Regions from separate parts of the Hordeum vulgare genome. Here region 1 is linked to region 2. Evidence: chromatin contacts called from public Hi-C data. All regions are on one chromosome and are shown on one strand. The core of a region is the stretch at or near the end of the contact, and the rest is flanking DNA. Distances in the headings are between cores, read along the strand shown.

Region 1 (4,817 bases), core at 1,540-4,039, 68 kb after region 2:
AATGTATTTAAAAAATGGTAAACGTATTAAAAATTATTTTGACATATATGTAAAAGGTACAATGTGTATGCCAAAGAAAGAAACAAAGAAAGCATAGAGAAAAAAAAAGAAAACGAAAGAAAAGCAACTGCAAAAACAAAAAGAAATTAAAATAGTATACAATCAGCTACGAAACAAACTAACTGAAAAATAAGTTTATTTTGAAATAGAAAATGTGAACCGTGAATTAAAAACATACATCATGCATTAAAGAAGGTCAATGCATATAAAAATTCAAAATATAGAGTAAATGTTCAATAAGTATTAAAAAATGCTCACCAACCAAAAAATGTTTATAGTTTAGAAAACTAAAAATGTAAGAGCACATAAAAGAAAAACAAAAGAAAAGACCAAAACATATATTTTTAGGGGGAGACAAAAACATATATGTAAGCAAAAAAATTCTTTCATCCAACAAACGAACAAAGTGTATGACGAATTGGGCCAGCCCCCTATTTGATTCCTTCAATTTGCCAGTGTTGACATCCATGGCCGTCGGGCGCGGCTTTGTCTCTCTTGCGAGTCTCAAGTGCTGCTCTACATGGGTCGGCTCAACGCTTGCGAGTGCACATTGCTTTGTCTTCTTTTACCCCCTATATTATATCTTTCTTATAAAAAAACATAAATACTAAAATTGATTTCCTTTATTATGGAAATCAGCATAATGTCTTCCTTAAAATTTTAAATTGTTTAAGCACATTAGAAAATTATTAATGCGTTTTTATTTTTTTTGTTCGTGCAAATTTAAGAAAATGTTGATAGCATTCAAAAAGCTGTTTGTGAAAGCTAAATTTTGACATCTTTCAAGAAAGTATACGTGGCATATATAGAATTATTTATATAACATAGAAATATGTCTTCATAATAGAGAAGATAGTTCGTACCACCTAGAAAATGCATGTAAGATTATAAAAATGTTCACGCATTCCCAAATAATATATGGCATTTAATTGTTTAATGAAAATTAATTTGTTGTATAATTAAAAAAATTAGTTTCTTACATTCACAAAAAGCATTTATGATATTAAAAAATATATTCACGCATTCGACAAAAAAATTTCTTGTCATTTAGGAAAATTTAATATATTGTAAAAATATATTTTTGTAGTCTAAAAATGTGCAAGCAGTTTTCAAAATCTACACCATATATTTTCAAAATGTTAATAACTAGTTTGGAAAATGTTAACCAACGATTTAAAATATGTTATCCTAGCACTTACAATTGCTAAATGTATAGATAAGAAATGTTGATCATGTATTTATAAAAGTTAATATGTATAAAAGTCTTGAAATTTTAGAAAATGTAAAACATACTTTAAATTAAAGTGGACATGTAAACACATAAATTTAATGAAAGTTTACTATGTATCTAGAAAACTTAAACGTGTATATAAAAATGTTCTAGATGCATATTAAAATGGACGTTATATGTGAAAAAATGGTTACTGCCATAAAGGAAACTCACCATGTATGGAAAAATGTTGACAATATATTGAAAAGATGTTAATCTTGCATTTCAAAAGGATTGAATATGTATTAAAAATGCATTAGACATATATAAGTATACAATGTGTAAGGGGAAAATGAGATATTGTAACACTATAGATTTTCCAAAAAATCAAAAAATAAACAAAGAAAAGTGAACAAACCCAATATAAAAAAGAAAGAGAAACAACGAAAATAAAAATAAAATGAAATGAAAACCAATGAAAACTGATGCTAAAGATTGGAACAGAAAAAAATAAGGAAAAAAATGGAACAAGCGAAACCAAGAAATAAACAAATAAAAACGAGTAATAATGAAAAAGACAGTGAAAACCAAGATAGAAACTAAGGAAATGAAGTAAATAGGAAAAGAAGGAGCAAGGAAAACCGTGAAAGAAACCACAAAACGAGTGAAGAAACGTAGAAAATTAAAAGAAACCAAAAGGAATATCAACAGAAAAAAAGCAAACGAGAGAAAACAACCCAGACAACCAACGAAAAATGGGCGTGTCCGGTACTATAGCGCTCAGGACAAACTCTGGGCGATACGATAAGTAGGGAATTTCCTATTTGGCGCTGCAGGCACGAGTTAACATGCATTTTGTTAACTTGCACCTGCCGCGTTCTTCAATAGTCCGGTCCATCTAAATGCACGGTGACGAATTTTTCTTTGAAAATTCTATGACCTTTTTTAAATATCTATGAATTTTTCAAAATTTGGATGAACATTTTATAAAACTGATTTACTTTTAAAAAACGATGAACCTTTTCTAAAATACTTAAACTCATGAACTTTTTGAAATACGGATGAGATTTGAAAATGAATGATGTGTTTTCAAAATGGATGAACTTTTTAGGCATTTATGAACTTTGTTCTGTATAATGAAAGTTTTTTGTAAACATATCTGTAAATTTCTAACATCTTTTTTCAAAACTGAATGATATTTTTCAAAATTGGATGGACTTATTCTTCAATTTCAACAAATATTTTGAAATTAATGAACTTTTTTCAAAATTGATGAACCTATTTGAATGATCTAAACTTTTTTTAAATTGGATGAACATTTTTATTTAAATATGAAACCTATTTTAATTTCATAATTTTATTTTCGTAACAAGTAAAAAATCTGGCCAGTTTTTCCTTCGGATCGACAAAAATAAAAGAAAAGAAAAATTGAATAGCTTGCGAGCATGCTAGTGGGCCGGGCTATGCCAGTGACCCTGCAGGCGCCGGATCGTTAACCGGTGCCTGCAGCGCTGACTAGGAGCGCCTGATAGGTAGTCTCGCTGTAATCAAGATATAGTTATTGGGGTGTTTAACGGACGTGGAGTTTCGGCTTCCGAGCCCATTTGAGCTTGGGTGAACAGTAAACCCGAAAAATCATCAAAAAAAGCTTAAGTTTTTTTGAATTTTTTTGAGACCAATCTTGTCAAAAGTTCTATGTGCATGCAAAAATTTGACATGAAATAGCATTTATACAATGTGTGAAAAAATAAACAAAATGTATACTCTGAAAATGGGCATTTTCAGAGTATTGGTTTTGTTTATTTTGCCACGCCATGTAAAAATGTTAAATAATGCCAAATTTTTGCAATGCAAAAATTCGAAGGTTTTTCGTTTGTACTATTCACCCAAGCTCAAATGAGCTCGGGGAGCCAAAAGGCACTTTACGTGTTTAACCCCCTAAAGAGCAGCATAAATTGGATAGCACAGACCTGACCCATTTCCTAATATTTTTTCTCCAGTGTTTGAATAAAATATATTACTTTATATTCCTAAGTAAAAATATTACGAAAACCATGTATTTACATAATACATTGAGAAATCATTAATAGGTCAATAAAAAATATTATTTCAGTTCTTAGTTTGTTCATGTAGTTCAATTTTTTTTGTTAGTGTGTACTAAATAAATTTGATGGTACTAATTATGAATCACATGAGGTGTCGGTGGTTGCGTACAGAAATTAGAAGCAGTATGCCACACAATTTAAATAATGGCTAGCTGAGTCCGTCCTTTTTCTAGGTTTTTAGCCTCTCTCCTTTTGTCTCGCCTCAGTCCCTGCCTATACATACTTTGCTTTGCTTAATTTATAATTACTACCGTGGGGAGTTTCCCCATTGTTGTTGTTTATGTGTTTTTTAAATCACGTATGATTTTGGGTTATTCTGAAATAAGTTGTACAGATTAAAAAATATTTATATATTTTAAAATAGTGCGCATAGCTATAAAAATACATTCGCCATCTCAAATGAGATGTTTATGTATTTTAAAACATATGCCAATGATGTAATTGAAGAAAATGTTCATGATGATAAATGAAAGTGTTTTAGGAACATAAAAGAAGTACATGCATCTCTAGAAAAATAAACAGAAACACGCTTTAGGCGATGCCCCTTTCAGCTGGGAAAGCATGTGATAAATCTTATCAAAATTAAGTAAAACATGTGATAAGATGAATCGTAAGTACTTTGTATGTAGGACACCGTGTTTCAACTTTTTTCATCAGCGTTAAACAAGGTCTGTTCCCCAACGCCGATAGGTTAAAGAATCGTGTTTGGGCTTTAGTTGTGAAAACTAGATTTGGTTTATCTTTAGTTTTTGTATTCCTAGAGGCCAAGAATAATGGAATACAGTACAAATGTTTCGACTAAATATCCCCATCCTGTTGAGATCAGTTGGGCCGACATGGCGAAGCTCGATCGGGAGTATGTGGTGTTTTAATGCTGGCTATCCACAAGTCGATCGGTGATTGTCGTTCAGAGATTTGGCTTGAGCTATATATATGTTGTATCGAAACTCGTTTTGATCAGCAGGTCTCTTATTTCGTCCTTTTCAGCTATGGGCCCTCCACCCGTATAATACACGACGGTTCAGCAGTTAGATGGTTTATCTTGCACGGAGTCTCTCTTAGGCTTAGAGTGTGTGTCCACAATATCACTTGCCACCTACCAGGGCGGTAGGTTCATCACTTCATCTTGCTCTTCAATACTCTTAAGTCTTAACGTCATTGGATATATCTTTTTCTTGAAACCCGGTTTCTTAGGACCCAATTCATGAAAAAAGGTCGAATAGATTTGCCCTGTTAATTAACGCAAGTTCGGACAAAAAACCGTTACAACACGTCCACATGAAAGGACACCCATCGACCTGGCTACCCACAAACACACACCGGCAAGGAGAGGACACCGACGAAGTTGCCTACAATATCATCGTCATCACTTCTCCTCGAGCAAGCGACTCCGACTTCTTCAATATGGAGCCATGGAGTCTGTTGTTGAGGTACGAATGAGA
Region 2 (5,280 bases), core at 2,022-4,521:
GTCCCCCCATGTATACAGATCTCCAGATAGTGTAACAGCACAGGTGTGGTATTCCCCGCATGCTACCAGCTCAATGTTCATATGAGTAAGAGCATCAATGAGTTTTGGATGCGCCACATCACAATCTACACCATGGCCAAGCCGCCCACCCGATTCCTCACCCCAGGAGTAGATCTCGCCTTGTTTACTGACGAGTGCAGCATGCCTTCCTCCACAAGATATATTCTGCACATCAAGCCGCACAGCAAACTCTAATGGTTTCGGTACAAGACAATCAATTTTTGCACCTGAGGAACTTCCAATTTTAGAGCTACCACCGCCAAGAATTCCTTCCCCGGTCCCTTCTCCCCATATTAAAACATCACCTAAAGCATCACCGTCATCATAACCAGAACCATGACTTGAAGAGCTAACAGCACTTGAATAACTGATCCGGAAAGCATCCATTGGGATGCCTCCCGAGTGCCCATTTGTGTTATCTGATTGTCCAGAAGACATAGAGTGGACTGATGCTGCATTAGAATCTGATGGGAGGAAGCTCCTGGGGGGAGCTGCATATAACACAACATCAGAAAAGGCCTTCTCCAAGCCATTCTTTGGTGGACTCCCATATGGACTACGGAGCCGGTAGTTTTCATTGAAATCCTGTTGTACAGCATCTATCAGAACTCATCTTCATGATGTAATGGTATTATCAACATGATGAAAAAGAAGTATCATCTCATAGAATTTTGGGGGAAAATATCATTCAAATTCACATACATGGATAGTAAATACTACCTTGTGGAGACTGTCACTGCTGCTGAAAGGAGAACTTAACGGAGAGCTCTGTCGCGTGTAAATCCTTGGACTAGTTGCAGCAGACGAAATGGTATCACTTCTTGAGCCGGTTCTCCATTTTCTTTGATGACTTCGTGAAATCAATGTTTTCAGCCCAGCAAACCACACTTCTGCCTCATCCTTGTCTTTACATATCTGACAGCAGTGAGTCAATTATATTACCATGTAAGCATGACACTTGTATAAGCACAAAAGGAAGAGAACAGGCAGAAATAAACGTGGAATGTGGCCGGCAAACTTACAATGTCCAGTGACCTGTCATGCGAAATTAGAGAAAAGGACTGACATTCCTTCTCAGGTCGTGGGTATCTCTGAAATATTGCCTAGATTCCAGAAATGAAAGAATGGAGATCCAGTTAGTAAGATTGCACAGCAACTTCAACACAAGGGGGATACTTAACGACCAAGATCGAGTATCCCACCACAAAGATTAAACAATCGTACCATGACAAGGAATTCATGCAAATGCTAAGTAACTTCCAGGCCACAAAGATTAAACAATCGTACCATGAAAGTTTTAAATTCATGCCAAAAAATCTCTATTGAGCCAAATCATGCAAATGCAGCACTAATCAAACTTATTCAAATGCAAAACTGAGTACTGCCAGGCCTCAAAAGTTTGATAAAGCAGAAATCTAACTCATACAAGCTGACACCTAACTCGTCTAGCTGTAGAATATCCAGAGTAGCAAATCAGTTTACCACAGAGCAAGCAAAAGACGATGCAAGTGTTTGTCCCCACTCCCCAGTAATGACTGCATTCATTAAACAAAAGTTTCTCTACAAGGTGTGTGAATTGTGTATCAGACTAAAAACCACATACATATGCATCACAGAGAGTTGGTAAGCACACACAAACAGCAAGTCAGGTCAAGAAGTTCATCATATTGACAAACACTGATAGGATCCCCTTCTAGAAATTTCACTTTTAGGATAATTAACTTACAGTCCGTTGGCCAGGCATTATCCGGGACACATGGCTCAACCTTAGATGCTTCTCCTCTTTCCCTGAAAACCATATCAATACAGACTCGTCCTGCAGAAACCAAGAACACTCCTTACATGTGAGACAATCAGGAAGAACTTCAGAAATACGAAGTTACCGAGCGGAAATAATCTCACATTGGATAGCCGAAATGGACAAAATTTTGGCTTCCCTCTACGCCCATATTTCAATAAGTAGGCTCCTTTCTTAAGAGCAGTGATAGCCTGCCAAAAGCCAGAATCAACCAAGAGAAAGATTGTATCAGACCTCGTCTGGCATTTCAATATATTAATTATATAAATATATAATAAACTGATCAGGAACATCAGACTTTCAGAAGCCAAATGGGAAAGCAAAATAGCATGGCATAACCATCAAATGTTTCAAAGTCATGGAAGTGTTTTTAGAAATGAATATGACCTTTGCAAATATTATAAAGGAATTCCCAATTCATATCTCATCAGTTACCAGAAGCAACAAAAGGGTATATATATGTCCCCTTGAATGTGTAACCCTGAGAAGCTGATGTCAAAAGCATATGGCCTTGAGTACAGACAGAGCTTAAACTGAAGGAATGAAACACGCAAGGCATAAGACGAGAAACTATCTGAGTATATGGAACGGCACACAGCACCCCAGTAACTGATTTGAGTTAACAGGTGTAACTGGTCGCTGGTTCTTCAGATTGACGTTTTCATGCACTAAGCAGCAATACTTGCTCTCCTGTCTTGACTTCATCATCTAAAAAGAAGCAGGGGAGCTGGATTTACAGAAGCAGAATGCATAGCAGCAACCTACACATCCGGAAACGCGTTGATGTATGTACCCAAGGCCAACGTGGCCGCTGAGTAAAACTACACCGACTGCTGCTCGTCGTCCCGATCTACCCTGCACTTACCCAGCGCGAGCTCAACTTCACACACAGCACACCGGAACTGAATCCCCTCCGGAAGTCACTCAACTTCACACACAGCACACCGGAACTGAATCCCCTCGGGAAGTCACTCAACTTCACACACACACACACACAAGAAAAAAAATGATATGAACTGAGTGTCCCGAATTCCCAGCGCGGATAGTGGCGCTAAACCAGAATCGGCACTCAGGGCTCCAATCCCGAACGGAGGACAGCCCCAGCAGGACAGGAGCGCCCGAGAACAGCACCCAGCCCCGAGAATTCCGCCCAGACGCGAGCGGCAGGTAAGCCGGCAAGCAGGAGACGAGGCCCCGCGCATGACGGGAACCCAAGCGGGAGCACACGCAGTCATCGGTTGCACCCACCCACCCAGCCCGCCCGCGAACAAGCAGAGACGGAAACAAGTGCGGAATTGAGCCATTGGAGGGATTAATTATCGTCCGCACCTGTTCGAGGTCGCGCTCGACGGGCGGCGGCCCCGCCCGTGCGCCGCCGAGATCCGACGACGCGTCCGACATGGCCGCGTCAGCCCCGGCCCATCGCGCGCGGCCCGCCCGGCGACCGGGCCTCTGCGGCTCCGCCGAACAAAGCGCCGCCGGTGGCCCGGGCCGCGAGGCGCGCGCCAATGGTGCCGGGCTCGCCGGCCGCCGCTCTCCGCGGGCTCCCGGGCGACGCGCGCCCGGGGGAGGGGAGGGGAGGGGAGGGAAGGGGAGGGGAGGCGGGGCGGATCGAGGCGCGGGGTGGGTTCGGGGGCAGAGATCGCGACCAGACGAGAAGAGGAACCGAGGAGCAGGGGAGAGAGAGAGAGAGAGAAAAGAATTTAAGCTTTTGTGTCTTGGATGAGTGGAGTATTGGCGATCTGGTTTTTGTTTTTGTTTTTGTTTTTGTTTGGGAATTGGGACTCGCTTTTGGCTGTTGGCTTTTTGGGTCGGGGCGGGCTGACTGCTGATGATTTGGTTGGGTCTGGGTCTGGGTCTGGGTCTGGGTCTGAGTCTGGTTGGTGCGTCGTCGGCTAGCTCGCACCGTGCGGTCCGGCGCAAGTGGTTGCTGCGCCGTGGAGCTATGCTGTCGCTCGACTCACACCTGCCTGTTGCTCTTTTCTCTCTAAAAGAGTATTGGAGCCGACTATAGTACGTTTCTAGTCCGTTTCTTTTTTCATGTCCTCCAACTAAACACAAACAAGGGCGGGCCCACGTTGGGCTAAGTCGGGCCCGGCCCAGTCAATTTCTACTTTTACTGTTATGAAACCCAGTATTTTACTCCCTCCGTTCCAAAATTCTTGTTTTAGATTTGTTTAAATATGAATGTATCTAGTCAAGTTTTAGTATTTAGATACATCCATTTCTAGACAAAGTTAAGGCAATAATTTTGGGACGGAGGGAGTACTAGTTAATCTTCCAGTAAGCCAAATATAAGTGTCCCAGTCACTTGGACCCCCCACTCGATTCTTGGGCTCGGTCAGCCCGTGAACACAAATATGATGTGGCATTAAGGTGGCCCATGGGCTCCGCTGGTGAATCATCTTCTATTCGTGGATGACGGCCTGCTGTTTTTCACGACGAGTATCAGTGGACTAGAAGAGGTATCAAACCTATTGGATACATATATTGCAGGGCCTCGGGAGAGAGAGTTAATAAGGATAAATCATCAATTTTCTTCAGTAAGGGGACCCTCGAGATAGTGCGGTCAGCAGTCAAGGGGTTCTTGGAGGTGCCTAATGAATCGTTGAGTGATAGGTATTTGGGATGACAGACAGATGCGGGGCACTCAAAGAAGGGCACTTTCAAATATCTGAGTGACCGTGTGTGTGATAAAGTCAAAGGATGGACGAGTAAATGCTTGTCAGCAGGTGGAAAGGAGGTTCTTATTAAGTCAGTTGCCCCGGCGATCCCGGTGTTTCCGATGTCTGGTTTCAAGCTACCGAGGAGTTTGTGTGATCATATCAAGTCCATCATACACAAATTATGGTGGGGTTGCAAACAGGGCGAGCGGAAGCCGGTGTGGGTCTCATGGGATGTTATGGTACGTCCAAAACAACTAAGAGGACTATGGTTCCGGGACCTAGAATTGTTCAACTTGGCTTTATTGGCAAGGCAAGCATGGAGAATCTTGCAGGAACCAGCGTCTCTTAGTGCGCGGATTTTAAAGCCATCATACTCTCCACACAAAACAATTCTTGAAGCAGAATTGGGGTCTCACCCCTCTCGGGTTTGTCGTTCGATCATTGAGGGGAGAGATGTGATGAAGCAAGGGCTTATTCGGATGATAGGGAATGGCCGAATAACGGATATTTGGAGTGATAATTGGATACCAAAGGAAACAACGACAAGGCCTATAGTATCACTTGTCCATGAACCTCCCGCTAAGGTCTCCAAGTTCCTCCTGCCAGCGGCTGCAATGTGGAATATAGAACTGGTACAGTCGGTGTTTCTTCCTGCTGATGCGGATGCAATCCTCAGAATACGAGTGTGCACACGAAATATGGTAGATTTTTGGGCATGGTACCCAGACAGCAAGGGACATTTTTCTGTTAGATCCG

The links. Hi-C and Micro-C count contacts between places; a contact is called where the count stands out from the background.
Region 1: a Hi-C map of seedling shows a contact between it and region 2, with 4 times the contacts expected there. The contact joins the enhancer-like site here to the promoter of LOC123445529 in region 2. A contact is called at or near these places in 3 of 6 Hi-C or Micro-C datasets (leaf and seedling).

The regions. Positions count from the first base shown.
Region 1 is chr3H:597,616,607-597,621,423 of MorexV3_pseudomolecules_assembly, forward strand. No RefSeq gene overlaps it. Among protein-coding and RNA genes, the nearest start is that of LOC123440943, 9.8 kb to the right of the region's middle. Within about 2 kb of position 2,790, at least 3 of the 3 cell types and tissues checked have open chromatin away from gene starts, as enhancers often do. A contact at or near this core is called in leaf and seedling, where this site is marked.
Region 2 is chr3H:597,548,546-597,553,825 of MorexV3_pseudomolecules_assembly, forward strand. LOC123445529 (PH, RCC1 and FYVE domains-containing protein 1-like) reads right to left here and starts at 3,272. Exons shown (of 9, transcript XM_045122519.1): 1 at 3,188-3,272; 2 at 1,963-2,049; 3 at 1,787-1,876; 4 at 1,083-1,163; 5 at 781-975; 6 at 1-645. The coding sequence starts at 3,259.